5 separate regions of the Mus musculus genome follow, and regions 1, 2, 3 and 5 are each linked to region 4. The links are chromatin contacts, called in public Hi-C and promoter capture Hi-C maps. All regions are on one chromosome and are shown on one strand. The core of a region is the stretch at or near the end of the contact, and the rest is flanking DNA. Distances in the headings are between cores, read along the strand shown. Region 1 holds the start of 1700071G01Rik (a long non-coding RNA gene). Region 2 holds the start of Ociad1 (OCIA domain containing 1). Region 3 holds the start of Srd5a3 (steroid 5 alpha-reductase 3). Region 4 holds the start of Fip1l1 (FIP1 like 1 (S. cerevisiae)). Region 5 holds the start of Fryl (FRY like transcription coactivator).

The links. Promoter capture Hi-C pulls out the DNA fragments that hold promoters and counts their contacts. A called contact is a pair of places that touch in the nucleus more often than the background predicts. Capture Hi-C pulls out chosen DNA fragments and counts their contacts.
Region 1: a Hi-C map of B cells shows a contact between it and region 4, with 5 read pairs. The contact joins the promoter of 1700071G01Rik here to the promoter of Fip1l1 in region 4. A contact is called at or near these places in 1 of 39 promoter capture datasets (liver) and 1 of 484 Hi-C or Micro-C datasets (B cells).
Region 2: a contact with region 4 is called in a promoter capture Hi-C map of liver, with 2.1 times the contacts expected there. The contact joins the promoter of Ociad1 here to the promoter of Fip1l1 in region 4. A contact is called at or near these places in 3 of 39 promoter capture datasets (liver, neutrophils and pre-B cells), 3 of 484 Hi-C or Micro-C datasets (CD4 T cells, embryonic stem cells and neutrophils), 1 of 115 datasets of contacts at active chromatin or transcription factors (thymic regulatory T cells) and 1 of 9 other capture datasets (liver).
Region 3: a contact with region 4 is called in a promoter capture Hi-C map of pre-B cells, with 2.8 times the contacts expected there. The contact joins the promoter of Srd5a3 here to the promoter of Fip1l1 in region 4. A contact is called at or near these places in 2 of 39 promoter capture datasets (liver and pre-B cells), 1 of 484 Hi-C or Micro-C datasets (CD4 T cells), 2 of 115 datasets of contacts at active chromatin or transcription factors (astrocytes and pro-B cells) and 3 of 9 other capture datasets (adipose tissue, liver and macrophages).
Region 5: a contact with region 4 is called in a Hi-C map of B cells, with 5 read pairs. The contact joins the promoter of Fryl here to the promoter of Fip1l1 in region 4. A contact is called at or near these places in 3 of 39 promoter capture datasets (hippocampal neurons, liver and pre-B cells), 1 of 484 Hi-C or Micro-C datasets (B cells) and 1 of 115 datasets of contacts at active chromatin or transcription factors (cardiomyocytes).

Annotation. Positions count from the first base shown.
Region 1 is chr5:73,152,944-73,158,759 of GRCm38.p6, reverse strand. It overlaps 1700071G01Rik (a long non-coding RNA gene), which reads right to left and starts at 1,742. Exons shown (of 2, transcript XR_377011.4): 1 at 1,568-1,742; 2 at 882-1,063. All of the region lies in intron 3 of Fryl (FRY like transcription coactivator), which reads left to right.
Region 2 is chr5:73,290,781-73,296,290 of GRCm38.p6, reverse strand. Ociad1 (OCIA domain containing 1) reads right to left here and starts at 3,497. Exons shown (of 9, transcript NM_023429.4): 1 at 3,315-3,497; 2 at 1,944-2,006; 3 at 1,285-1,365. The coding sequence starts at 2,001.
Region 3 is chr5:76,138,322-76,144,536 of GRCm38.p6, reverse strand. It overlaps Srd5a3 (steroid 5 alpha-reductase 3), which reads right to left and starts at 4,264. Exons shown (of 6, transcript NM_020611.4): 1 at 3,989-4,264. The coding sequence starts at 4,209.
Region 4 is chr5:74,530,785-74,536,836 of GRCm38.p6, reverse strand. It overlaps Fip1l1 (FIP1 like 1 (S. cerevisiae)), which reads right to left and starts at 1,346. Exons shown (of 18, transcript NM_001159573.2): 1 at 1,076-1,346; 2 at 1-36. The coding sequence starts at 1,157. It overlaps Scfd2 (Sec1 family domain containing 2), which reads left to right and starts at 5,095. Exons shown (of 9, transcript NM_001114660.2): 1 at 5,095-6,052. The coding sequence starts at 5,218.
Region 5 is chr5:73,254,596-73,260,711 of GRCm38.p6, reverse strand. It overlaps Fryl (FRY like transcription coactivator), which reads left to right and starts at 4,094. Exons shown (of 63, transcript NM_028194.2): 1 at 4,094-4,312.

The sequences.
Region 1 (5,816 bases), core at 493-2,992, 1.4 Mb after region 4:
TTCTGCCTCTTCTTTCCGGGGTGTTCCCTGAGCCTCGGTACAGCGTCATGTTTATGGCTGAGACTCCTGGTCTCTTATCCTTAGCGTCTTGACTTGTTAGGTGGCGTTGTCATAACCACAGTTTGCTCCTGAAGATGTTTCTCTGACCAAGACTGAGGGTGGCGTGTGTATGGGATGAATCCCAGACACAGCCAGGCAGGGTTAAAACATAAACTCTAACTTGTTCTCCACTTAATTTTCTATTTGTAAATGGAAGATTAAAAAAAAAAAACTATCCTTATTTCTTGATAATTATAGTATAGAAAGTTCCATCTAGTTTTTCAAATATTTATAAGAATGATTCAATTCTCTCTCTCTCTCCCTCTCATTTTTTTTTCCATTTTTTATTAGGTATTTAGCTCATTTACATTTCCAATGCTATACCAAAAGTCCCCCTTACCCACCCACCCCCACTCCCCTACCCACCCACTCCCCCCCTTTGGCCCTGGCGTTCCCCTGTACCGGGGCACACAAAGTCTGCGTGTCCAATGGGCCTCTCTTTCCATACATATGCAGCTAGAGTCAGGTGACAGCAGATGCTGGCGAGGATGTGGAGAAAGAGGAACACTCCTCCATTGTTGGTGGGATTGCAGGCTTGTACAACCACTCCCTCTCATTTTTTAAGACAGAGTTTCTCGGTGTAGCCCTGGCTATCCTGATACTCGCTCTGTAGACCAGGCTGGCCTTGAACTCACAGATATTAGCCTGCCTCTGCCTCCCGAGTGCTGGGATTAAAGGGTGCTCCACTGTTGCCTGGACAAATTTCCCATATTGTTGCATACTTATATTGCAGGTAGCCTCCAGAGTGGTGTAGAATAATGAAGCAGAAATCAGTGTCTTCATTTTGTTTCTACATTTAATAGAAATCGGTTTTATGCCTCAAAGCCTGTGTTACACAGCTTTTCATCGTAATGCCTGAGCCAATTTCTTATAAAGAGAAAGGGTTTGTTATGGTTCCTAGAGCGTGGCTGGATTAGCCCACTGTTTCTAGGCCTCTGTTGGAGTCACATGGTAAAGCAGAAACCTAGAAAGGAAGAGGGAGGGAGTAGTCAGAGACCCACGGTTCCCTAGGGAGTGCTTCTGGTTCAGCCACTGTGCCACCCCTCAATCGTGCCACCCTTTGAACCAAACCCATAACACACTTAACATCTAAGCTGTAGCCTTCCGATCCCAGCCCCAGAGGTTTCTAATCTATGTCACAGTGAAAACTGTGTTCCAACATTTCCCTAAAGTCCAAATTCATGGTCTCTTCTGAAGCTGAAGGCAAAATCAACCCTCATCTCCTGCCCCCCCCCCTTCCAAATCAAACTGAAATATATATTGCTAAGTTACATGTCTGGGCAGGCACAGAATGAGCTATTTCAGAAGCCAGCAATAGGAAGAAAATGGTTAAGAGGGGCTGGCCCCAGGCAAGGCTAGATAGGCAGCAGAGCAAGCATTAAATCCCAAAGCTCCTCATGGAGGACCTGGGGCCCGTTCTGGGGAATGGTTCCCAAGGGTCTGGTTTGCCCTGTCTCACGGGCCTCACTCATTGCGTAGGGCTTATCTCTTGGACAGGTTTCTCAGGTTGTCTGCAGCTTCCCGTAGTAGGTGTTGTTCTATGCCAACATCTGTGCATCCTTGCACTATCAAGACTTGGCAGTCTGCCCTGCTGTGCACTAGGTGAAGGGTCTTACTGCTCACTCTTTGACCCTCTCAGACTGTCCTTCGGAATCTTGGTGGAAGCTGCTAGGGTAACTGTAACTTTTGCATTCCAAGTGCCCGCTCAGCCACCATCATGTGGGTGGTGCCAAGTTCTACTGTCAGTACCAGCTGTACCTGGGCCTGCTGAAACCACAGCCATAGCAGCCTTGGAACATTTTACAGGGCATTTGTGGAGGGCACCCCCTCTCCCCGGCTCTGTTTTGAAAAGCACTCTACCCAGGAAAGTCCTTGAAACAAATTTGCAGTGCTGCATTTCTAAGCTCGTGTTGGTCAGTGGCCTTGTAAACCAGTGGCTTCTCGGTGCCTTCGTTGGGTCTAGCGACCACACCCTGCTTAACTGGACTGTGGCATGCACTGCTTTTCTGTCCGAGCTGTAAATTTCCCACGTTTACTTTATTTGAGATCAGGGCTTACTGTGTGGCGCAGACAGTGAGCTTACAGTCCTCCTGCCTCAGCTTTTATCCCAGACCCTTTCCAAATCCATGCCTTTCTCTTTTCTTGTTAATACCGCCTGAATCTGTTCAGTGCTGTTCCTACACACGTGGGTGTGGTGCCAGCCACTAGAGCATTGGCAACTCCCCAAGAGCCACGCCCCAAAGAGAATTGCCTCTCACTGCCCCAGCATCACCTGCCCAGGGCTGTCTGCTAACTGTGGGGCCTCATGATCACCTTCCCCAACCCAACCTCCAGCATCTTCATTAAATACTGCCTTATCTCCGGGGTTTAGAATGGTTTCTGAGCCGAGCTTCCGAGGTCGGAGTCAAGAGCATTGTAACTGGAAGCCTCTAGCAGAGTAAGTAGTGGGGGTCGTCTTAGTGGGGGTTGTCTTCCTCGTCTTCCTCGAGCTTTAGTCTATAGAATCTTTCTGTGGTAGACTTCAGGTGAAAAACATGGATCACACGCCAGAGCTGCCCCAGGGCTTCTATGTTTAGAAACTGTTTTTGGTGGGAATAGTTTAGATGAGGATAAATAAACATTTTCGAAACGGCTGTTGGTAGAACAAGCGCAGGTTTTAGTTTTGCTATCTGTTATGGCTGAATGAGAAGAGAAACACTGAACTAACTAGTAAGGGGAAAATGATTTCATTCACACACGATAGAAGCAGAGTATTGAGGGGTTAGAATTAATAAGCTATGGATGCATGTTCTTAGCGGGGAACATACCAGCTTCTGAATATGGACTTTAATTAATTAATTAATTAATTTCCGTTAATTATTTTATTTATTTACATTCCAAATGTTCCCCTCTCCTAGTCCCCCTTCCCAGAGTTGTTCTCATCATCCCTCCTCCCCTTTGCCTCTGAGAGGTTGCCTCCCCCCAGCGCCCTTCCCAGTGTGCATCAAGTCTCTACAGGATTAGGTTCACCCTCTCCCACTGAGGCCGGACAAGGCAGTCCTCTCTGCTACGTATGTGCCCAGGGCCACAGACCAGGCTGTGTGTGCTCTTTGGTTGGTGACTTAGTCTCTGGGAGCGCCCAGGAATCTGGGTTAGTTGACACTGTTGGTCTTCCTATGGGGTTGCCATCCCCTTCAGCTCTTTCAATGCTTCCCTTAACTCTTCCATAGGGGTCCCTGGCCTCAGTCCAATGGTTGGCTGTAAGGATCTGTATCTAAGTCGGCTACCGGTAGAGCCTCTCAGAGGACAGCCATGCTTCCTGTCTGCAAGCATAACCTAACGTCAGTAATAGTGTCAGGGTTTGGCCACCCATAGGATGGGTCTGAGTTGGGCCAGTCACTGGTTATGGTTAGTCTTTCCTTCATCCTCAGTCTCTCCTTTTTTTTTTTTTTTTTTAAGAAAAAAAAAAAAGGAGGGGTGGTTTCACTATAAAGTTCCTTTCCTGGAGCTCACTGTGTAGACCAACCTGGCCTCAGACTCACAGAGATATGTATCTGTCTGACTGTCTCGGTCTCTGGATGTGGGGATTAAAGCTGTGTAGCATTGCTGGCTCCAAGGACTTTTTATATTATAAAGATGCCAGGTTTTTTTTTTTTTCCCCCAAGTTAATGTGTAAGATATGTATAGCCATGGTGGTGTGACTAACAGTAAATTTGGTATGTAGGACTATGTGTGCCAGGAGATGCTAACACTCTGTCTCAAGCGTGGAAGTTTTTATGGTGGTAAAGCCAGGACTAAATCTCAGTAAACAAACCCAGAAGAGCTGGTTAAAGCTTGGGAGAGACGCTCTGTATTAGTAGCCAAAGAAACTTTCAGGAGGACGACGGACTAAAGTTGAATAAATAAAAGAACAAAGAAGGAGTTACAACAAAGCCCTGGTAGCTGTTTCTCTGTCAAAGTGGTGAGCCTCTCTTTTTAGCCCTTTCACTGTAAAAAAAGTTGAAAAATCCAACCGGAAAGTCTGATGTGGTAAACGCTGTGTTAAGGGTCCTTGTGGAACTTAGAGGAGAACGGGGTGCATCGAGATTCTTGGTTCTGGGGGAAATAAGATTACCAATGGCAAGTTCTGAGAAACTAGGACAGGGTCTCATGCTCCAAAGCCCCTTCTCCCCTGTGAAATGATAGTAAATTGGAACTAGTCAGATGGGTGGCGGTGGCCATGCACGCCTTTAATCTCAGCACTAGGCAGAGGCATGTGGATCTCTGTGAGTTTGAGGCCAGCCTGGTCTATCTAGAGAGCGGTCCATGACAGCCAGGGCTACACAGAGAAACCCTGTCTTGAAGAACTCAGAGAGGGCTCAGTGGGTGAAAGGTCCAAGCCTGATAACCTGAGGTCATTACCTAGAACCTGCAAGGTCAAAGGAGAGAACTGACTCTCGTGGATTGTCCCCTGACCTCCACATGAGTGCAATGACCTGTGACACACACACCCTCCCTCACACACACAATAAGCACACAGTGTAACAATTTTCAAAATATCCTCTTTTCGCTGGCTAGTGTCATGTAAGTTCGGAGTAGTGTCCGGGCTGTGGATGCCTCCACCCTCCCTCCCACTCAAGAGCGGCTTGGCTGGCTCTGTTTTGGTGACGGAGGGAGCAAGCTGTTACCAAGTGCTGTAGACGGTGCGCTGGGTGTGGTGTAGACGTGTGGTTTAGACCCCGCAGGTGAAAACCATGAGCAACAATGATGGATATCACCTATTTAAGAAACTACCAAGCCACCTCCCAAGCCATTGCCGTGTCTTGTATTCCTGCCAGCAGCGAGTGATTTTTTTGTCTCTGTTTGTCCCTCTTCCTTCTTCACCAGTGGTCAGCTTGGGAGCCCCGCCACTCCAGTGGCCGTGCATCCTTGGCAGTTCCCAAGCACTTAACTGGGGTGAGGGTCTTTCACACGCCATCTCTGTGTTCTCTGTACAGTGCCTGTTTTTAAGTTGGGCTGTTTTTCTTATGTTGTCGTTTATGTATTTTGCATACAAATCCGTTATTAGATTTTTTTCCTTCCTTGGGGATAGCCTTTTCATCCTTATCATTGCTTTTTGCATTGTTTAATAATTTTTCTTCCCACTCACCTGTCTTGATTTTGGTGTATGTAGCAAGCCCCAACTGAATTCAAGGTCACCTAGGTCTTCTCCTATGTTCCAGGGGACATACAGTTTTTGAATTTTATGTTTGGGTCTCTGTGTTTCGTTTTCAGTGAGATTTTATGGAAGGTAAAAGTTCTGTTAAACTTCTTTTTCTTTTTTTTCTTTCTTTTTTTTTTTTTTTTGCCCCCTTAAACATGTGGGTGTCTCGTTGTTCCATCCGCATTTGTTGAAAAGTCTTTCTTCTTGTTGCCTTTCCTTTGCTCCCTTGTCAAAGATCAGTTGACTATATTTGTGTGGGTCTATTTCTGGGCTGTCTGTTCTGTCCCATTGATCTGTTTGTCTGTTCCTTTGCCAATAACACAATGCCTTGATTACTGGAGATTTATAATAAGTCCTGAAACCAGGTAGTGTCTGCCCCTGGGCTTCATTCATTCTCCTTCCATATTGTTCTGGCTCTTTCTGAGTTGTTCTTCTTGCTGTATAAACTTTTAGGATTACTTCATTGGTGTCCATGAAATAACCCTCTGGCGTAGGTTTGCTTTGATTATGGAAGTCGTCGTGTCATCATCGTCTTCTTCTTTTCTTCTTTTTTTCT
Region 2 (5,510 bases), core at 2,248-4,747, 1.2 Mb after region 4:
ACACTGGACTCAAAGCTTGGCAGACTTTCCCACTGAGCCATCCTCCAGCGCCCTTCCTTCTTTGTTTCTACCCCTTTTTAAAATCATATCCTGCAGGGCTAGGGGGATGGCTCAGCAGCTGAAAGAACTGACCACTCTTCCCGAGGGCTGGCGTCCACATGGTAGCTCAAAACAGTTTCTAACTCCAGTAGCAAGTGAAGTGACACCGTGTTCTGGCTTCCTCAGGCCCTGAATACATGTAGCCCACAGACATACAACACAGGCAAAACACCCACACATATCAAATAAAAATAAAGATGCTTTAAAAATCCTTACAGTCAGCCAGGCATGGTGGCTCACACCTTTAATCCCAGCACTCAGGAAGCAGAGGCAGGTTGGATTTCTGAGTTCGAGGCCAGCCTGGTCTACAAAGTGAGTTCCAGGCCAGCCAGGTCTACAATAGACAAACAACATCATTATCCTAATCATAAGATCTGTAGTCAGAAAGCGAGAGTTGATAGTCTAATAACTCCTCACTATAGGGAAAGGCAACAAAGGCACCAGTTGTTACAGCAGTCATTAAATGTAAGAGTTAAAACCCCAACCAAGCCTGTGACTCAGACACACCTGACTTGGAGAAACAACAGTGACTTACCAGCTACCGCGTAACACAAGTAGACACATTTAACACCTCTAAGTCTTAGTTCCTTCATCTCTAAAGGGAGAGAACTTTACTAACCTATTTTCATGCTATTACTACTGACAATTTCCTTAATCTCTATTAGTAATAACCACAATATCCCAAAAGTGTCCCAATATAGTCTATAAATTATACTTTCAAACATGCATTTAGGTCAAGTTTGTAAGTGAAGGTTTTGGATGGAATTATGCTAATTAGAAAAAATGATGAGCCAGAGCTGGAGCGATGGCTCAGTGGTAATGTGCATGAACTGCAAACACTAGGCTCTGAGTTCTGATCACCAATACACATCTAAGGAGGCAGAGACGGAAGATCCTGCGGGCTCATGGCTGGCCAATTTAGCCAAATGATGGAAACTCCAGGTTCAGTGAGAAAGATGGACCAGGTGTTGGTGGAGACGCACGCCTTTAATCCCAACATTCAAGAGGCAAAGGATCTCTGTGAGCTGAGGCCAGCCTGGTCTACAGATCGAGTTCGAGCACAGCCAAGGCTACACAGAGAGACCATTTCTCACTGCCTTCTTCCCTCTGCACATGCACATACACAGGTACCACAGAACCACCCAAGAACATTCTTTAAAACAGTTCTTAGACAGGATAACTCACATCTGAACCAGAAGCACTCTTCATGGCACTCTGCAAAGAGTCTCCACTCCTCCTCTGTCGGAATATAACCGCCTCCTATGTCTTTTAAAGAAAGATTGGAAGTCATTTTCTCAAAAGCCTAAAAAGTTAGCTTTGTCTACTAATAACAAGAACATTTAAAAAATAAAACTAAGACAACTGGCTTGTCACTTATTTTTAAAATCAATTTTGACTTCCTACAGAATTTATTCTTACTACCCACTAGTCAGACAGGCAAGACACGGTGCTAAATGAAAATATGTAAAACAAACCCCCACCCCTGTTCAGATAATAAGAAATTTAGAGACAGTAACAAGAGAATATTTAAGCTGCGTGTGTGACTATGTCACACCCATAAGACCAGCCCGATTTCTGTTACTCAGGCAAATAAAATGTCCTTACCCAGAAAGTGTTACAAATTATAAATACTTAATATGGAAGTTACCAGGAGGGGCTGGAGAGATGGCTCAGCAGTTAAGAGCACTGACTGCTCTTCCAAAGGTTCTGAGTTCAAATCCCAGAAACCACATGGTGGCTCACAACCACCCATAATGAGATCTGATGCCCTCTTCTGGTGTGTCTGAAGACAGCTACAGTATACTTACATATAATAAATAAATAAATATTTTTTAAAAAGTTACCGGGAATAGGTCTTGACACTTGTGCATTCGGTTCTCGAAAATCAGCCCTCCCATTCATAGTTCCTGTATCAGAAACATTTATATCCAAATATTACAAAGTATCAGAATAAACCCCCCTAACCAGTCTACCTGTAAATCAACAAATATTTACTGAACATTAAACATTTTTACAGTTAGTTGTATTTTACGTGCATGGTGCTTTGCTTGTATACACTAACATGCCTGGTGCCTGAGATCAGATGACACCTGATCCCCAGGAACTGGGAGTTCCAGATGGTTGTGATACTGTGATAGGACATGTGGGTACTGGAAACTCTGCAAGGGCCAGTGCTCTTACCTGCTGAGTTATCTCTTCAGGCCCCGACTTTTACATTTCAACTACCTGACATAAAAAAATAACTGAATGAAAAAGGGTCATAAACATATCTGAACTAATTATTCACATTCGACCCTTTGATTGAAAAACGGGTACATCAAAACAATGGAAAAAAATTCCCTTCTAAGGCTAGGTTATGTTATTTCACATTATTCTGTACCTTGACTCAAAAACAAAACAAAAACTACAACCATATCCAAATGATTAGGGAAAAACCTCAAGTCACTTCTAGGTTTCCAATTAAAACGAAACTGCATTGTATCCCCTAACTCAGCAGTCAAAAAATAATGACGTCACATTTTCTGCAGGTAGCTACGCTAATGGCAAACTTCCCTGTACCAGCCCAAGTAATCTTCAAACATCTTAAATAAATTTTAAAATCCAAGAGCAAATATATTCTTTCGCCTTCCTTTAAACTTAGACCTCAGCATTTCAGACAAAATAAGGAGTACGTCTTCGCTGAAACAAACGCATCGCAGTATGACTTACTGGATGCCAACAGCAAAGCACCTTTCTGTAATTCGTTTAGTCACTAAAATCATCACCTATTGCATACCTATATCCCTTCAAAGAAAAAGGTTTCAGAAAAGGTAAACTGAACTCTTGGACAGATGAAGCATTCAGAGGAAGCTTCTCAAACTGCAAAACCCTACCAAAAAAGAAAAAAAAAAAAAAAGAAAGAAAGAAAATCTCGTCCCCAGGGAGGCTGGAGGGCAGTGCGACCTGTCTGATCACTACAGCTCAAAGCTGTAATCATAAAGAACAAGGCTCAAGCGAGGCAGTAGCCGCGGACGCCAGCACTCCTGTCCCTGACCTGCCACCCCACCTCGGCCATCGCGGCTTTCCCCACCCCTCCATGCAGGTCTCCCGGTGCCCGAGTCACCGGCGCTGCAGCAGAGCCCAGGCCCGCAGTGCGACCGGACACCTCCGGGCAGGAAAATGGCGGCTGCGGGCGAGGGTGGGAGACTGGCGGAAAGCCGCGCCACCACACCCACCTCACGATGGAGGCGGCAACGCTGGGAGCAGGACCCGGGGTAGAGGCCGGGAGAGGACCCCAGAGACAGGCACAGCGGACAACGCGGGAAGCGGGGAGGGGAAAGAGGGCAGCTTCCAAGCGATCGCCAAGATGTCACCCACACACGAGCGCCAGCAGGCCGACACCCGGAAGCAGTACCCTTGACGGGAAATGACGTCAGGACAGCGCTGGGAAACAGCGGCGGGCCAGTTTCTCAATACTCACGGATGTCGATCACGCCCCGTCCAACTAGTCCCGCCCCTTTCACCGCCCCCCACCCCGCCCCAGGCCGCGGCGCTCCAGAGCTGCACTGCGGCTGCGCGAGTTAAGGCCTGCAGCTCAGCTCTGCCTCTAGGTTCGATGCTCTTGTGACATACCCCAGAGACTGTTCAGTGACAAGCCAGTAGGGACATTTTGGAACCCCTCCATCCTCAAGTCCCCTCCTTATCCCATGACTTTCCTTGGACTTCCCTAATTTTAAGATTTACAGAAATTTTCTTATGCTTTAAGCCTCTAGGCTAGGTAGTGAATTTTAAGCGTGAACTCTTAAGTTAACTGTCAGAACCTCCAGTCTAGTGTCCGATTGATTCTAACACTAGAGTCAGGATACACTCCAACTCGGAGACTCAGAATTTACTCATCTGAATAACAGAAATAATGTGTGTTTCACAGTTTTGGGTTAAAACAAGTCTGAAAAGGAGTTTAGGCTCTGGGGCTGTATTACCAGGAGACTATATTTTAATGCTAGGAGACCAACTTTTCGTCAGAGCTCAGGCTGCCACTCCTAACCACCAACTATTCATTTCTTACACTGATCCTAGGCATGTTTACTGAGTGCGTATACTGAACCAAGTCCTGAAAGTATATCGTTGATACCTCTGATAGCTCCAGCCCACGAAGTTATGAACTCCTATAATTGTCAGACTTCCCACCATTCCTCATTTCATATGTTTTTCACTGGTTCTATGGCATCCACGAACTTGTCTGTATGCTTATTTAAGAGAGAAAGTCATGTAAAACATGAATCCGGAGTCATGGCTAGACCTCTATGGCTCCTGAACCCCACACTAAGGACGAACTCAAACATAACTTGGGTGAGCTCCAAAGCCTTCCTGGAAGCTGATGCCCATCCAATGGAGAAAGGCGATAGGATTTGTTAACCATCTTAGACCCTTGCTATGGCACCAGGAACGTGGGGATCACCAGAAATCACGGAACTTTAAGCTCAGCTGTGAAAGCCTTGGGTTCCATCCTTGTGATCAGAGCAGCTGTGGTGTACCCACTGGAGACCCTCAAAAGATTGCTTCCACGAACATGCCCTCCTGAAGAGTCAAGAGCTCAGAGGCACATCCTTTTCTCAAAGGTACAAAATTGAGCATATATGCTTGGGAGAAAGATGTATTAAGAGGCATAGCTGGCAAGCTGCCCATGATTTGGAAAGTAACTTTAATTAAGCTCATTAGTTCACCAAGCATGACTTGATGGAATTATTCCTTCCATTTGCCATTGTTCTTTGAGAGGAATAGAGACATCCCTGGAAGAGTCTTTAACAAGCACTCTTTCAAATATCTTCATTGAGCAAATAGCCAAGGCGGTATCAGCCCAGCTTTACCTGTTAGATATTACTTTTGTTTTTCAGAAGTCACTTTATTTGTTTTTAAGTATTTATTTATTTTTATTTCTGTGTGTGGCTGCATGAGTCTATGTGTACCATGTATACCCCCACAGGTACAGGAACTGGAGTTACGGGCAGATGTAAGCTACCTGATGAGGGTGTAGGAAATTGAACCCAGATAATCTGAAGGACAGTAAGTGTCCTTAGTTTCCAAGGTATAGCACCAGCCCTGTTAGCCTGTTAGACATTACTGTGAAACCATTATTAAAGGAATATGTCAGAGTATTCCTTAATTCATAAAAATTCAAGCAATCTAATGAATTTCTTCTTGACTTCAGTGACATCAAAGTTTCCCTTTTTAGCTGCACTCTTTTTTTAATTTTAATTTGTATTAGTGTGTGTGTGTTACAGCACTCTGTGGAGGTCAAAGGAGATTTTTCCAGGGTTGGTTCTCTCTTTCCACCTTGGGATCAGGGGATCAAACTCAGGCTGTAAGACTTGTGTGACTGCCAGGCAGTGGTGGCGCACAACTTTGATCCCAGCACTTGGGAGGCAGAGGCA
Region 3 (6,215 bases), core at 3,015-5,514, 1.6 Mb before region 4:
GTACTTATCTGCCACCAAATAACTAAAAAATTAATGGTAGAATTAGGAAAACAATTAGTTCTATATCCTCCTTTAACAACTGGTATTCTATATCCAGTTCTTTCCTGCCCCTTACATTTAGCCTTTTTCCTTCTCCTTTCTTCATGGTATAATGTAGCCACATGTATATGTGTTCACACATACATGGATCATTGGCTAGGGTCTGCATATGAGAGAGAACATTTAATTTATTTTTTTGTGAGGTTGTGTGACTTCACTTACTTAATAGCATACATCTTAAGCCTAAGCATTCCACATGAAGTTAAAATTTTGCAGGAAAATGGATGGACTATGAAAATGAGTGTACACTATTAAGTGAGGTGCCTTTCACACTGTCCAAGCAGAGGAAAAGACTACAAGGGCCCTGGGGGTGTGTGTGTTCTGGGTGTGCTCCCTCTGTGGCTTCCTTGTGGTTGTGTAACATAACCAGGAAGAGGGGACAGAGGACACAGAGCCCTATAAGGGTGCTGGCTTTTGTACTAGGGAATCCCTCTAGGCTTACCAAAAATAAAGCATTTTTTAAAAGTTTTCAGTTTCAAAAGATCCATCTGAATATTTTGAGATGGGCTGGGGAGATGGCCGAGCAGCCGTTAAAACACTTGCTGCTCTTCCAAAAGGCCAAGGTTCAATTCCTAGCACTATAGTGGCTCACAACCATCAAACCCATCTACTTCCGAGGGATAGGGATCCCCGTTCTCGCCTCCAGGGGCACCAGGCATGCACATGATGCCCAGACATATATGCAGGCAAAACATTCCTAAGCAAAAAATAATGAGCATCTATCTATCTGCTGATGACATGGAGGCTGTTTAGTTGTGACATAAAGGACATAGCCTGGGAAGCAGGGGAAGAGGCATGGTTATGAAATGTCATCTTCACAACAATACCATAGTTTGCTTTCTTCTCGTGGCACATGGAAAACTACTGGTTTCTTATCCAAGGGCACAGCAGTGGCTACAGTTGGCTCTAGGTGCAGCTAGAATGACTGGTGTTTACATCACACTGTTGCTCCCTTGCCTTCAGACGAGGCTTGCCTGAGCGTCTTTTCCTAGCCCTGCATCACACACAGCCAATTTATGTGAAACCTACAGGCAGGTGAATCAGTTGTTTCAAATGAACTGCTAAGCTATGCCTTACATACGGCGCTACTTCTCCCACGCCAGCTTTACTTTAAACACACATCACTGTTTTTCAGTCTCACATTCTGTTCTGCTGTCTGAACGTCTTAACACAGGAAACACTTTCTGGTCTTTATAGGAGGTCCTATGTCTTGCTTTGTCTTACTTGTCTTTTTTTTTTTTTCCGGAGACAGGGTTTCTCTGTGTAGCCCTGGCTGTCCTGGAACTCACTTTGTAGACCAGGCTGGCCTCAAACTCAGAAATCCGCCTGCCTCTGCCTTCCAAGTGCTGGGATTAAAGGCGTGCGCCATCACAGCCCGGCCTTGCTTGTCTTTATAAAGACTTAAAATGCACATCTCAAATCCTCACTGCCTTCTGGCTAAGACATGCTCCTCCTTCTGTTCCTCCGTTTTCCTCCTTCTGTAACTTGCTTCCTAGAAATGCCGTTTTCCAAGTCCTGAGAGTAGGACACAGCTATCTTTATGACTATACATGGTGTGGGTACTCCTTTGACCAACAACTACTTGGGTGTTTGTTATGGGCTATGGCTGAACGCAGGGAGGAAAAAGGACTCTTGGCAGATGCAGAATTATCATTTTAAGTAAGGCAGGTATGGAAGGCCTTACTGAAGATACTGTATCTGAGCTTTTACCATGAGCCCGGTGAGGGGGACAAGCAAACACCCTGAAAACTTAGACAAACAAGCAAGCCAACAATAGATCCCATGCTGGAGAATAGGAAACAACATTCCAGGAACTGACTTAGGTTTTATTCTTGCTTCCTTAGGAGAAATAATTACCAGCGAAAGGACCTAAATACTACCCTATGTGCAGAAACGGGGTTCTGCGCTGCCTGTTTGTAAGTGTGGAAGTCACCAACTTAATTTTTATTTTCATTCCTGGCGATGTCATTACATTTTGCAAAAGGAGAAACTATTCAAAAATGTTTAAGTCGGAAGCACTTTAGCTAAGGTTACCAAATACTATAAAATCTGGATTAGCCGAGATGTTACAAAGTGTCTCCCGCCAGGGTAATCCACTGCCATTGGACTTTTCAGACAGGACTCAGGTCTGCAAGGTGGAAGAGCTTGCCTGGCACCCTGGAGGTCAGGAGTTCGGCATCTTACACCGACAGGCAGGCTGCAAGGGCTAGCCGCCACACTCACTGTACAACCAGCCTGAATTTGTGAACACATGGATGAAAATGTTGAAGATGGCAGGTCCCTCCCAGGTCTGTCATGAGGATCAAGGGGAGAAAGGCTTTCAAGTCCTTAGCATGTGACATACGAGCAACTCCGCTGTGGTAGTGCTCTCTAACTCAATTATTATAATTTCCCCATTATGAATGTGCTAAGCACAATGCCATGGGAGGTCCTCTGGAAATAGGGAAATGAAAACTTGTCAACTCCAGTTATCCCCTTTTCATATAAAAGGGGGGGGGGGGGCAGCCATTACAAAGGACAATGTTTTGATGCAAATATTCCCGTTTTGGTTGTTTTGTTTTGTTTTTAAACCTTTGTCTCAATTAAAAATGCCTTTCCTTATAGGCCTGGATTTGTTGGACCTTCTCCAGTATTGAAGGAAAAACAAACAAACAAAAACCAACTCAATTTAGGGAAAAACAATAGGCCCTGTCACCTCGGAGCACCTGAACACCTTGGGAAGTTCTGCTCTGAGTTCTGGAAGAAGGAAAGAATAATTATTTCACAATACTGTTAAGAATTAGAAGAAGCCCAGAGTACCAAGTGTTACCGGGATGAATACAGGGAAGGCCCACCTCTTTCTTGGCTGTCACACAAAGGCAGACTTGAGTGTAGCAGCTGAGGAGTCCCATCCAGAGAGACTGAGTATAAGTGATTTTTAAGTGTGCTTTGAACTCTGGGGACACTAGAACCTCTCTCAAAAGTCAGAAAATAAATTGCTATATAGCATAAGGGATATAGGCCAATCAAACCCGAGGATAAGAGGACGGTAGGATGGTCTTAAAATTGGGCCTCTAAGGAAGAGTTCTTCCGGGTCTTAATCTCTTTACCATTCATTCTTCACAATGACATGGTACTCTGCTCTCACACTAACCCCCTGAAAGACCCCCTCCAACAGTCAGGACATAGCTGGGGCCAGTTGATAGCCCCACCGCCATCTGCAGAGGTGGGCAACGGCTACAGATTTCTAAAGCAATCTAGATGAATCCGTCAGAACCCATCACATTCCTTCCAATTCAATTCTAAATGCAAATGCGTGATGAATTTCATAAAAAAAAATGACACAGCTTTATTATCTAGAATACTGTGTTAAGATGACTTCTCCATCTACATACTGAATTCATCGTGGAGTTAAAAAAAAAAAAAAAAGAAAGAAAGAAAGAAAAGGAAAGGAAAGCCATGTGGCGGGTCTCACATATTCTCAGCGGAGTCCATATGTACCCCGGAAGATTTTAGTATTTCACAACTTGGTTACTGAGCCTTCCGGGATGGGTTGGGGCAGGGCATACTGGGCTAGTTTGCCAGAGCACCTGTGGAGATGCAGGTTAGTGATGTCTGCACAGCCCCAGGGGAGCACACTCTGGACTTCTTTCTTGACTGTGACAGATCGGGCTGAGAACTGCGGAAATCGAGGAAGAACTTGCCTCCAAGTCCATGAATTTCCACGACCTCAAGTTCTGGGGAGGGGAAGCGGAAAACTGGGGGTAAAGAAGTCAGGGCGGCTCCCTGGGGGCCGGGCCAACTTGAGATGCTCTGTCATTTCCGGGGACGGCTCGGGGACAGCCCCTGGCTCACGTGCCTGCGCCGCCTCTGTTGCCCCCTGCCGGGCGCGCCCCGCCACCGACGTTACCTCTTGGGGACATCGAAGGCCCTGCAGACGGCGGGGCGCCGCGAGCCGGACTGCTTGGTCTTCCCGTAGCGGAGCAGGTCCTGGAAGAGCGCGCAGCTCGGCAGCAGCCTGGCGGGCGCCAGCTGCAGCAGCAGCGCGAACAGGAAGGCGGCGGCCAGCGCCAGCCACAGCGTCCGCAGGGGGTTCAGGGCCGAGAGCTCAAACCCGGCCCACCCAGCCATAGCCCGGGAGCCGGCTACAGATGCGCGCCGCCGCGCCGCCCTCCTTCTCTCACCCCCTCCCTCCCTCCCGCCTCGGCGGCGCGCTTGGCGGTGACGCGGCTCCTGGGCGGGACGCGCGGCCCCGCCCCTGGCTAGGCGCTCAGGAGCTGGGTTGTGCTCCTGCTCACCTGGTTTGAGCAGGCTGCGCTTTAGACTTGTACTGCCTCTAATCTAATTCCGAGATGCAACTCCAACTTGAAGTTCTGCAGGAGCATGCGAGACCACGTGCTACAGTCCAAGTCTTGTAGAGATACGTTACACCTATTTATTAAGTGGAGTGGAGCTATGCCAAGAGGTGTGGGTGGGAGCCCAAGACAGCTTGGGGGGAATTGGTTCTCTCCTTCCACCATGTGGCGCTTCGGGGATCCTATTCTAGAGGTCAGGTTCTCACCAGCCTGTGTAAGTTTCTATAAACTTTGACTGCGGGATTACTGCTGCGAAAAAGTGTGAAGAGAAATTTTGGTTGAAGTACAGGCTGAATTCTTGGCTGGGTCCCTAGAGGGGGCCCCCAGGAGTCAAGATGCGAAGGATCTTAATACCACGCTGGTCTACCAGAAGCACCAGATTCATTAGCATACTCCAGATGGGGATCGCTGTAAATTCAGGGATGACCTCTGGAAAGACCTCGGTGAGGGAATTCTACACTTTGTCAACTGTAGGCTGGAGCTGCTCCGGCAAACTCTGGATTTTGGAGTGGAAAAGCAGAGTAATGCCCTCAATGGACCTACGTTTTTCACCCATCTGCTCCATGGACAAAGTGTTTAACTAGCTGTGTCTGCTGCCTTTATGGCTAGGAATGAAAAGATTTGGAAGACCTTTATGCACTCATTGGCTCGAGTCCATGGGGCAGTGGGGGTGAGGGGGAAGGCAAGGTATGAGACAGCAAATCTCCAAAAACCTCCCTCCACGGATCTGGCTCAGATGCTGTCTTTCAGGCATCAGTGGAAAACACCATCACGTGTTAGATGAAGGCCTGGTTCCCTGTTGACAGCTGCTTAGTGGTATTTCAGGCTATCGGGTCCTTGAGTAATGCAGGCTACTCAGAAAGGAGGAAGCAAATGGGATCCAATTGTGTACCCCTATAATACAAGTCTTTATCACAGCCTTGCTTTCAACAGAAAAATGACTACACCCCTAAATCTGCCTTGATGCGTTTAGCCAAATTATGGTACACTCCCATTTTCTCTCTTAAAAAAAAAAAAGAAAAGATTACAGAGTGGGGGAAAAAAAGAATACTTTTATTTATAGATTGTATGTGTGTGTGTATGTGTGACTGGCCCATCCATGTCAATAATCATTAATAATATAGTTAAGCTTCCTCTCCTCAGTTATATAACTCTGGCCTGTGTCAAGTTGACAAAACTAACAAAAGCAACCAGGACATTCGAGTTCCTGCTCCAGCCTCCTGCTATCGTGCCTCCCCTGACAACACGGGCCCTTCCTCTGGAACTGTGAGCCAACACGTTCTTCTGTAAGTTGTTCTTGATCATTGTTTTGTATCACAGCAACAACAAAAAGATATTGTTACTAATACAGAGTCTCAGCAAGAGCAGTATTTATCTTAGCAATTGAGCCATCTCCCCGCCTCCCACTAACACCGTATCAGCAGAATGCCATGTGGCTGTTGGTAGGTAACTATGGAGACTGAGCACACAGAAAGCAGTCAATGAAACCGTTGTGTGACAACGCTTTCCCCGGGGAGACATACACACATCTACTGACCCCAGATAGGAAGCTCCTGATGGACACACACTGATGCCACCACAGTCTGAGTCCGTGAACTAAGAAGTTTTCTGGGGTTGTTAGGCTGGAAACCCTGCTCATCCCCTGCCCAAGCTAGGAAACAGGTCTGCCTTCCTCCCCCTGAGCCCACTCACATGGAGGAAACTCCAAACTCTCATGTCATCCCTCCTCTGAGAGGACCCCAATCACTCCATTTTAGAACAGGCAGCCATGTTAGGCCTTAA
Region 4 (6,052 bases), core at 97-2,596:
TTGCCAAGTCACTGTGCACATGCACGTCCCACGGGCCTACAAGCATAGCCAAAGTTAGATCACTTCATAAGCAAGACACATCTCTTATGGAAAGAAATACAAGGGGATTTACACATCATGCTAAGAGAAACCCCACACATTTCACATTTTAAGGGTAGTACCGATGCTGTCTTTCCACTAAAGAAATAATCAATTTTACAAGTTTATCGGAGTTTCATTACTAAAAGGCTGCTTAAGACGCTAACGTTCACTTTTATATAATCTATGAAATTTATGTCAAGAATGTATGCTCTAGGAAAGAACAAAATACTTTCAAATCTGGTATAACAGCCAAGGGGGATTACGACTTAAAGTTAAAACTCAGACATCAGACATGTCCCCTACAAAAACAAAGTACATGACGCATTAAATTTGGGGACACAAACACAAAACACCGAATACAAGCCTATGGGAAGAGTCACGAGATACAACTATGACGTGGACTATACAGGGCTCTTTAAAAAGCAAAAAACAAAAAATAAAAACAAAAACAAAACACTTCACCTTAATACAGGCCACAATTCAGGGTTTTCTTTATGGACCACAGTGTATTTCATCTGTTTCTTTTAATTAATACTTTTAAAGCACGACTTTCAGACAAGGAGGTACCCTTGCAGGTGCATCCCATACAAACTGACCATCAAGAAACAAGACGTTAGTTTCATTGCACTGACTTTATTTAGCTGCTATTACAGAATGACGGTTTCTGAAAGAAAGGGACGAGGAGGGGCACCCCATAGCCACTGAGCAAGAGAGACACCAAAGCGGCTCAGAATCGATAAAGAGCATGAATAGAGAGCGCAGAAGCGAGGAGGCCCGGGCGGTGCGGAGGAGGGCGACGCAGGGCTGCCCGGCCTCCTTGGCCCGCGTCCACCGCGCGGTGAGTGCCTGCGGGTCCGGGCGAAGGCCGGGAGCAGGCCGCACTCGGCCTAACCAAGGCCGGTTAGGGCCAATACGAGAGGCCTCGGACGCCTGGGCCTGAAACGCTGGGAGGAAGGCCAGAGAGAACCGGGGAGACAGACAGGAAGTTCCGTACCGCCATACAGCCACTCTTCCTCCTCATCCCCTCCGGTCCCGCCGCTCAGCTCCACCAGGCGCTCCACCTCGCCGGCCGACATGGCCGCCCCACGCACAAGTTAAAGGCGGCGGCCAACAGCTCTCTCAACCCCTTTTTCCAGCCTCGCCGTCCCAGGGCGCGAGAATGGGAGGGAAGCCGCCGGTAAGCGAACGAAGAGCGCGAGACTCAAATCTGGGGCCAACCTCGGTGGAGGCGGCGACCCTGAAGAGTCAGCGACCGATCCGTCTGCGCATGCGCCGCAGGCACCCAAGCGGCGCGGCGTCTCTAGGTGGTTACGCTTCCGCGGCGGCGGGCACCTGGGCCTCTCATTGCGCAAGCGCCGCGCGATTGGCTCCTCCCCCTCCCCGCCCCACCCCAAGGATTCTAGCTTAGCTTCTCAAGAGTGGCTTTCTCTGGGGCTTCTGGTCTTCTTTGAAGTTCCCTTCCCCCAACCTTCCTCCCACTCCCCAGTTCCCTTTGCTACACCATTGTTCTTTTCTGTCCCTGTTGCCTTTCTCCCTCCACTAGTCTATTTTAAAATCCTGAAGGCCAGCATCCCGCACGGGTTTGACTGAACCACAATTGTCAATTCGTCGAAATTTTAACAACCAACAAAAGAAAAATTTAATATATAAAGGATGCGTTCTCTTTGTTTAAAAAATTATTAGTATTGGGCATAGTGGCACTTGGTAGGCAGAGACAAGTCACCCTGGTCTACATAGTGAGTTCCAGGATAGCCTGGGCTATACAGGGAGACTCTGTGGCCGGAAAGTTTTATTTAAGTTACTTAAACTGGTCATCTGAGTGGAGGGAACCTTGGTTGTGAAAATACCTCCATAAGATCGGGCTGTAGACAAACCTGCAGGGCATTTTCTTAATTAGTGATTGATGAGGAGGGTCGAGCGTTAGACTTTATCTGTATCACTTGATTCCTCGTTACCTGAGTAGATCACGAGGGTTTTAATTCTTCTTAGTTTTGAACTCTTGTTTGCTATGCCCTGTTCCCCTGTAGGAAATTCTTAAATTGTTTCAACTTCTGTGTACAATTTCCTCGTAAAAATCTTCCCTGAATTCAACAAATATGTATGAAAGTCTACCCAAGTACTAGGAACTCTTCAAGACTATATAGATTGGCGGTTAAAAAAAAAATCCTTTCTTTCATGAAGCCTTTATTCTAATGGAAGATGATAGACACATCATGTTGATAAGGATTTAAAAATAATAGTAGCTGTAAAAAGACCCACGGCCAAGTGATTAAAAGGGAGGTATAATCTAATATCACGTGGTAATTAATTAATTAATTAAAATAAGTAGATCCCTTAATGGAGAAGGGCTGTAAGCTCTGTGGGTTTCTGCATGGGGGCTACTTGACAAGGAGATTAGGAACATGCAAAAGGCCCAGAGACAGAGAAGTTCCAGGCACCCAACTGCATTTGGAGTAGAGTGAAAGGCAAATGTAGATAAACTGAGTATGCAGATGGGGTGAGCAGGGTTGGGGTGAGGGGAGTAGAGCAGAGCTAAACTCTCTTTTAGACCACAAGTCTTATTGACTACATAGCCACTTTCCCCAGAATCTTCACTAGGCCAAATCTGCCTTCGTCTTGTTTAACTTTCACTTCCATCTGTTGTATGGTGCACCATATCCTTTTGGCCTTTGATACTATCTGCTTGAGAGTACCGTGGGCAGTTACCACCACCACACCGTGGTTAGCTCCATTCTCACTGTTAAGTGCATCTAAAGTAAAATTGGGTGGTTTCATGAGAGAGTTGATTGTCTTTTGCAGAGTGAATTGCTTTTCTTTCCAGTCTGGAAAAGAGTTTGTCTTTCAAATCATTGTCTAGACAAAGAGTTTAGACATCAACAACGAGTTGATTAATGAATGGTGGTGAATGCGGTAGGAGGCCTGCGTGGTGGAGGTAGCACTTGAGCTAAGCTTTGAAAATGATTTCTACAAAGCAGAGAAGCTCATAAAGCTCTAATGACCATCCTTCAAAGCCTCTTCCTTCCTTCTTTCCTCCTAAACTGAATCCTTGTATGGATATGCTTCCTTGGTTAGGATTAATCTCTCCATTTGCCATGGGAAACTTTGACATTAAATAATTTGACTATTTTATAGACTGTCTCTTGCTTCTTATATTATGAACTCATCTCACTACAATATCACATTTATCCTGAGTATACTTATTTGCCATCTCATTATTTATTGCTGTTCTAAGCAATGATGATGGTGATGTTGCTGCTAACCCAGGCCTGGCAGTGCATCCTGTCCTTCCAGGTCCTCTGGAGGCCAGGGCTAGAGCTTGACTCAGGCTAGCAGAGTAAGACTCCATCTCAGAACAATGTCAATAATAATGATATCATTTAATATGAAGTATACTTTTTTTTTTTGAAACAGGGTTTCTCTGTGTAGCCCTGGCTGTCCTGGAACTCACTGTGTAGACCAGGTTGGCCTCGAACTCAGAAATCTGCTGCCTCTGCCTCCCGAGTGCTGGGATTAAAGGAGTACGCCACCACCTACCACCACCCGGCTGTGAAGTATACTTTTGAGAAGTAATGAAAAGGAGTGCTTAGCTATAAGAATTAGACAATGAATAGATTACTGCTCAAATCATGCCAAGAGACCAGGTATGGTGGCATATGCTTTAGGGAGGTCAAAACCCAACTGTATACACACACACTCTCTCACACACAGAAACACACGAATAAAACTTTAAAATGAAAGCAATTGCCATGTGTCACAACTAGATGAATGATGTTAGGTGAAGTAAGTTAATCACAATAAAGCAGATAGTACAGGGACCCAATTATAAGACCCACAGTGCCAATGCAAAGAGAACAGGATTAAAGTAGAGGCTGACAAATGCTGGGGGGGGGGTGCAGGGAGCTGAGGTTGAGGGTGGCAATTGTTATTTAAAGGGTATATAGTTTTGAAACTATTTTGATTTTGCAAAATAAAAAGTTCCAAAGATTGGTTGTACAGCAGCATGAATGTTTTTTAATGTTTCCGAACTGTACATTTTAAAATGACTAATGGTGGACATGGTGGCACACACGTTTAATCCAAGCACTAGGAAGGCAGAGGCAAGCAGATCTCTGTGAGTTTGCAACGAACCTGATCCACATCATGTGTTCCAGGACAGCTAGGGCTGCACAATGAGATCCTGTCCACACATACTCACACACACACACACACACACACTCACTCACACACACACAATTAGAACAGTAAATTACTAAATTTTTTTATCTCATGCATGTTTCCACAATTAAATAATAATAATAATAATAATAATAAAACAGGTTCTAAACTGAGATGTGTAGATCAGTATATCTATTCCTCAACCCAATTCTCATCTTAGTAGCTGTGAAATGGACCCCAAAGCCTTTTGACTGTGTGGAGACAGGATCTCTCTGTCTCTCTCTGTGTGTCTGTCTCTGTCTCTCTCTGTGTATGTGGTGTGTGTGTGTGTTGGGGATGGGTGATTGTGCGTTTTCCACAATTGGCACATGGAGGACAATTTTTCCGGGTCCTGTTTTTCTACATTGAGTCCGAAGGATCAAACTCAGGTCATACGACTTGTGTTGCAAGCGCTTTTAGCCTTATGAGCCATCTTGCTGGTCCCAAAAGGTATTTCACGAGGCTGGAGTGCACCAACGCAGAAGATAACCTACACAAGACCAACTATTACGTTGCAGTAGTTGTTTGGCTTCTCCAAGTTCAGATGGGGGAAGTACTTTGCTTCAGACCAGGTTTTATTATTCCCGAGAATTCTTAACCTGGAGGAAAAGGTGATGAGAGCTGACAAGGGAGGGACGAACAAAACCCATTTCAATTCTTTCCTAGAAAGCTGCTGCCTCCAGCTTTTCAGGGACTATCGACCCTGTAAGCACATTCCGTTCCTCCTTCAAGTGCAGACGTTCCTTCCGCCAGCCCGCGCGCCTGATCAGCCAATGAGCGCCTAAGACGTCATCACCGCGCGCGCGAACGCCGAGCGTCAGAGACAGGCCCACGTGTACTGTGTTGACTGTCAAAGTACTCAGTACCCGGAAGCCCTGCGTTCTGACCTGAGTTCCCGCCCGTACGCCGGTGAGACCCCTGGCCAGCTGGCGATACGGGATCATGAGCGCCGCGGGCATACTGGCCTTTGCCCAGCAAGGCTGGGAGCAGGTGCTGGCCAAAGTGAAGTGGTCCGTGGTCTACCTGGACGCTGCCTGCGCCGAGAGCCTGCACTGGAGCTGCGGATCCAGCCGGCTTCTGGAGGCGGTGAAGGGTCCTGCGTGTCACCTGCGGGAATTTGAACCCCAGGCCATTGGCGGGGGAGCCAAGCAGCCCCGGGCGGTTTTCGTTTTGAGCAGCCCGCTGAAAGGCCGGATCGTAGACACTCTACAGAGTATCATTTGCCGCAGTCACTTTCAGCACTGTGTGGTGGTCACAGCCGTGAGCCACGCAGTCCACCTCACTGCTAACCACGTACCGGCCGCTGCAGCGGCCGAGCTCGAGGGGCAGCAGCCGGTGTTCGAACAGCTGGAGGAGAAGCTCTGTGAGTGGATGGGCAACGAGAACTATACGGCCGAGGTGCTCCACGTCCCGTTGTTTCTCGCCCCTGTTGCCTCCCATCTCGCTTTTACTCCAGCCTTTGCTACCCTCTTCCCACTGCTACCTCAGGATGTCCACGCTCTTAACAGTGCCAGACCCGACAAGAGGAGGCTGAGCAGCTTGGGTGAGGTGGATGCCACTGCCCTAACCCCAGAGCTGCTGCTGTACATCAGATGCCTCGTGTCAGGCCTCAGTTCTCTGTGTGAACATCTAGGGGTACGAGAGGAGTGTTTCGCCGTGGGTCCCCTCAGTCGGGTCATCGCTACAGATCTGGCAAATTATGCCCCCGCCAAGAACAGGAAAAAGACTGCTACAGGCAGGGCTTCTGTGGTCTTTGTGGATAGAACTCTGGATCTCA
Region 5 (6,116 bases), core at 2,845-5,344, 1.3 Mb after region 4:
GGTGGCTCACAACCATCCGTAATGAGATCTGATACCCTCTTCTGGAAGTGTCTGAAGACATATGTATAATAATAAATAAATCTTTAAAAAAACAAAAACAAATAAACCAACCAGTTTCTGTGTTTAATAATGAGAACAGGAAATACATTTTATGTATTGTTTATTGTTTATACTATTACTTTGCAAAACAAAGAATTGATATGGTTTATGTCAGTTCCCTATTTTCTTTGAATATTTTACAAGTGTATGAAATAAAGGGTGTAGGAGGACAGCCTGGGTAACACCTTGGCACCGAAGATAGATTTACAACAGAATATCATGAAATTGCAATGCTCTTAGAATGCTACTCAGGCCTAGACTGGATTTCACTTGTGAGCTGACTTTTCTCCCTCATCATTTCAGTTTCCTGTGCACTCCCAGAAAGCCTTTTGTGAGGCCAGCTAGCACAGTAAATGGTGTGGAAGCAAAGTCACACACGTGTGGCCTTGCTCTTCCAGAGCAAACAAGGATGGTGAAAGAGACAGAAGAGAAGCGTCTCGCTTCTGTCTTCAGTGTGAGGCCTGTCATTAGGACAGTACCCACGTGGTAAGAAAGTCGCACCAAGAATAAATCAGGGAGGGCCTCATAAGGAAAGCAAAGCCCTGTCCTGGGCCAGCCACTCGATGGATGGCTAGGAAAGTCCTCCAGGAAGGAAAGGAGGGAAGGTGAGACTCACAGAGGACACCATATGGCTACAGGCACTGAGGCTTGACTGTCAAGGAGGAATGATCAGGAAGAAACTTGAGAGGAGGCCTGGAGTCAGGTTATGAAGGGGCTTCTTTGTTTTGTCCAAGTGCTTAGATGATACCCAGTACATGTCTACACCCCTACAGTATTGTAAGCAGGATGGAATTGGAAATCCATCTAGGAAGTCCAGTGCGGGGCCTTTTATGTCTCAGTCAGTAGAACAGGCTGGACTGTAAACTGGTAAGTGCTGGTTTCAGTGCTGCTCTCAGTGGATGTCAGCTAGTTAACGGGAAAACACATTTAAACTCGGAAAGTGGGAGACCTGGGCCTTCTCTAAGAAACCAAGGAATCTTCCCAGAAGTTTTGTTCTTGTGCTATTTTCAAAATATGCATTTTAATTTTAAACTTAAAGATAGCAAATACACTTATTTTTCAGCTGCGTTTAATATATTAAGATCCACCTAGGGTGATTGGTGTTTCTGTCTCCTCCCGACACAAGTATCATTTCTTAACTGTTGAGAGCATAAATTCGACTACCTATCCTGAAGTATTCCATTGACTGGTTTGTTTGTTTGTCAACTGTATGTACCCAATTGTGCTATAGAACATTAAAAACCACTCTTCCTAGGAAGGCATGGTGGTATATGCCTGTAATCCCAACATGTGGTGCGATGGAGGTAGGAGGACGGGGAGTGCTAGGAAATCTACAGCCATATAGTGAGTTCAATACCAGCCTCCATGCCATGTGTGTGGGCTGAAATGGGCTGAATAGGTCTGTCATGGATAAGCGCAGAACAATCTTAAAATAACTCTGTGTGAAAGGTGATAAACTTGCCACAGTCAGTTAAAGAAAAAGAGAGCCTACAAGTAATTACGGCCGGCCTTCTGAGGCCACGAGCCCCGGGTGCTGGGGCAGAGCAGAGCACGGTTAGCTGGACCTCATAAAGCAGGGGCTTAGACTGAGCTGAAAAACTTTACCGAGATCCACACAAAAGCTACAGCTGTGTATACACTTACACCAGGTGCCTCTCTCCTGAGTATTACAACAGTCTTTTCTACTATAGTCTCGTGGATGACTAGAAGCCAGAAGACGCCTCAAAGCTTATCGAAGAGCTAGGATTATAACTAAGCAGCAGGGTGTGTATTTAACGTGCACAAGGCTCTGAATTCCACCCCTGGCACTGAGAAACAAAACAGAGCCAAGGAAAAACCCAACACACACCCAAAAGGCAAGTGTATAAGCAATAAATGAGCATCCTGAAAAAGAACACATATGTGCCTACACGTCTAAGGATGGTTACACAGACATACAGTTGACTGCGCACATGTACAGGTATAAGTGAGTACAAGTGTGAAGTCATACAAGTTCAGGTTCCTTGTCTTCATTCAGATTTAGTCAGCATGGATGGAAAATATTGGGAGGACGAGGGATTTAAATTATTGTTGGCGTGCACTATGTAGCAAGTCCCACCCTGATCACGTCTGCATTGGACATGCATAGATGTTATTGGTCATCATTCTCTCAGTGATCCAGTACAATAGTGAGTCCCATAGCACTGACATTGTGTTAGCTATTAGAGACACTCCAGCGTTTATTTTCAATATGTAGAGGACTCTGCATGCTACATGTCAATGGCATGTGATTTTATAGGAGACCTGAATAACGGAAGATTAGGGTATCCCTGGGGTGGGGGGTCTTTGAAGAAATTCCCTTGCAGATATGGGAAAGAGGGATGACTGTATCTGGAGGAGTAGGTTGGAAAGGGGGCTTAGTTAAAGGCCGTAATTGGGTGCTTGTATTTGTGAAGGCCTTATAAAACAGCTAGGTTCCCATCTCTTGTCTCAGCGTGTGACAATCGTGAGGGGCTGAGACTTTAGCTCACTGGTAGAGGACTTACCTTGAATGCATGAGTCCCTAAATTCATTCCCACTGCTGCAAAAATGTACAAACAATTTAAAAGGAAGGACCTGCAAACACCAATCAAGTCCCGCCTCTCTTACTGCTCCTCGATAATAATGGCTCTCTGAGTTCAGGAAAAAAGCCTTATCTCTCAACTGTCTATGCTTATTTCCCTCTCTCTAAGCTGGTCTGGTCTAGGGCGGCATTGGGCACAGCCACTTTCTTGGCACTACTGGAGGTGACTGCTGCACCTGTAGGGATCCTCTGACGTCGTCAAAGGATCGTCAAAAGTATCAAAGACCATAGAAAATAGAGAGAACACTTAACCTGTTCCTTACTATTTCTTGGCGGGTCCGAAAGCCATAACCACACTCAGGTTTTTTGGAAATAACCTTCGTTTCCTATATCTGGGGTAGGAACCTGGTGCTAAGTTAATGCAGATCCCGAGGTTGTCGCAGGATTCCTCTCCTTTAATGAGCAGGGTTCTGCCACTCAGGTTTCTCCTGGCGAGACTTCTCCCTCTTCCTTTGGGTAGATGTGCTTTCCCCGGAAAGGTGCCACTGTCCTTCAAAGACTAGCCCTCTGGTGTCCACATTTGTAACAAGAGGAACTTTGAGAATATCAGCAAAGAGGAATATATGTTTAATCTTTCCAAACAATTTTTAAAAATAATAAAAAATAGCATAGTCCCGCGCAAATGCCAGTATGACACACAGGACGTGACCTAAACGGAACTTCTAATGGGAAGAACTTAACGCTTTTCTGAACGTCCTATTGCAAGATAAACAAGGAAACCCCTGGGTTTGAAGACACCTTCGTTAATTCTTCCGGGTGCGTAAAGCCAGGAAGTCAAGGATGTGAGCAGAGTAGACAGGGAGTGTGAACTTGATTAATTCTCAGGAGCCAGTATTAGGATTTCAGGTGTTCTCACTCCATTCACGAAATAGGATTGGGCTCTCAGGATCCCGCAGCTGCTGTGGTGTGCTTTTTATCTGAAGATTTTTGCATCCTTTCCACCTCTCTTTCCCGCCTTCCTCAGTATAGGTTGTTTGTGCTCGACCTCTACCAACATTTAAAGGTACAGAGGCTTTGAGGGTGCCAAAATAGGGAAGACTTTACGACTGTCTTTCAGCCGTCCAGGGAGAGTGATAAAAGGTAAGGGGCGTGCAGACTTGCCTTTTCTTACCCAATCAGGTGCACAGGAAGATGTCTTTCTACCAATAAAAATAAAGTTAGCTTTCCGGAGGCGGGAGGGTGAGCCGTGACTGCCAGTTCTCCAAAGCAACGTTGGAGGCGAGGACCGAGAGTGATTAGAGGTAGGTCCAACCCGGGGGAGGGGGCGGGGCGAAGGTGGGGAAACTCTGAGCGGCGGGGAGGCCGGCCAGTGGAGGGCGAGGACCGCTGTTCCTGGTGTAGTATCCTTCGCCAATCAGGAAGGCGAGTGGGTGGGCGGGGCAGAGAAGGGGTGGGCAGAGCTCGCAGCACTGCCGGGCGCCCGTCGGGCTCTGGGAGAGACAGAAATCCGGTTAAAATCAGAGTCGGAGGGAGGTTTAACCACGAATCGGTCCCGATCGGATTATTCCTTAAAGGGGACGCGCCATTGTCAAAGAGAACGGAGCCTGGGGCCCGAGGGCGGGGACCGGCGGCGCTGGAGGAACGAGGCAGCTGCACGGGACTGGGGACCTGGTAGGTGCTGTTTGGGGAAAGGCGCTTCATTTCACTTTCTCTTCCAGCGCGGGGGCAGGATCCGGGATGCCCGCCGACCGTCGGCCGTAGGATCCGGGATGCCCGCCGACCGTCGGCCGTGGGATCCCGGGTCCCCGGCCCTGGCCCGGCTGCCCTTCTTGCTGCGAGCCGCGAGGGAGGCGGACCGGGATGGGCGGCTGCGGCGCCGACTGGGGAGGCTCCTAACGGACGCGGGCGCGGTACTGAGCCGGGGTCAACCGAAAGCCCGTCGGAGCTGCGGCAGACCCGTGGGGGAGCACCGCGCGCCCCGCTCTGCTGCGCGCCTCCTTCCCGGCCCGTGCCCGGCTCTCCCCGCGCTCCCGGCTGCCCTGGTCGCGCGCCGTCGTCTCCACGCTCGCTCCGCTCTTCCCGCGCGCCCGGCTGCCCTGAGCGCGCTCCCTGCGCCGCTCGGCGCGCCGGCTTGGTTCGCACGCCGCGGGTTCACCGCGACCCGGGAACCGCCCGGCGAGGAAGCGGGCGGCGGGGCGGTGGCGGCAGGCGCTACTGCTGGGTTGATCATCCGACCCGGCTGAAGGTGCCGGCAGGCGGCCTCGGGAGGAGAGGCGGCGGGCTCGCGCTGCGCGCCGAGGTTGCCGGCCCGGCCGGGCATTGTCCGCGATCCTCCGCCGCGTCTCTCCGCCCACTGCTTGCGGTGCTGGGAGGGGTGCGGACCTGGGCGCAGAGCCCACTCCGCCTGAAGCGACGGCGCACCCCCGGACCCGCGCCTTTCCGGAGCCGGGGTCGGCCCGGCGGACGCCAAAGTCACCGCCCGCCGCCGGGCCTGTGCAGCCCGGGCCACCGGCTTCGCAGACACCGGCGCTGGCTCCTCGCGGTCCGGAGCTCAGCCGTGCAACTTTTCTTTGCCTTCTAATGGGAGTTGTTGCTTCCGGGCGGCAGGTTCTCCCGGCCCGGCCGAGCCTCGTTTCTTGCGTCTGCAGAGGCCGATATCTAAGGCGATCTGGGGCCTGAATGCTTTACTACTAGTCCAGCTTTGTTCCTCATTACCTACAATCGCTTTGCTTGTAGACTTTCGAGGATATAAGTCCCAGGTTGCTGTGTTAATAAAAGAATAAATAAACGGGTGGGGGAATGGCTGAGGGGCTAGAGCTTCAGACAGAACTAAATGTGCTTTAACCTTTGAACTAGGGAAAGTATTACCGGGACTCCACGACAGAAGCTCTTCGAGGAGGGTAGAAGGGTCTGTAGGATTGGGGGGGGGGGGGAACAATGAACAACTTTTGATGGAAATAAAAGTTGGTTTTATAAACTGCTGTTCCGCCTAGCAGGTGCCTTCCATAAAGTTGATCTCCCCTACTGAATGCAGGCATTGTAACTACTTGCAGGCAGGCACTCTTGCTATTGGTGAATCAAATAAGAGGTCTTTGCACTGTGAACATTCTGCCGGTGTTGAACTTGTCAATACTTGCAGCAGAAATCATAGCTAGAAACAACACATCCCTTGTTGGAGTCCTTATTTAGAAAAGAATGTTTTCATAAGCCTTCATTTTGACAGTTTCTTGAGCAATGGTTTGTAGAGCGCTTGGAGGCGGCAAGCTGCAGCCTTATCAAGGAAGTAGCATCCGGCCTATGATTCTTTGGTCTTATTTTTGTTTCTTATTTTCAAATGTAGCCGCTGATCCTGGTTGCCTTGTGCTCTGTTACAGTATTTTGTACTTTGCAAGAATGAATTTTGTTGAGACACCTGGCCCGGGTGGGTTTTTTCCTTCCTTTAAGGCAATGCAGATTTTAAAATTTGTTTATCTTT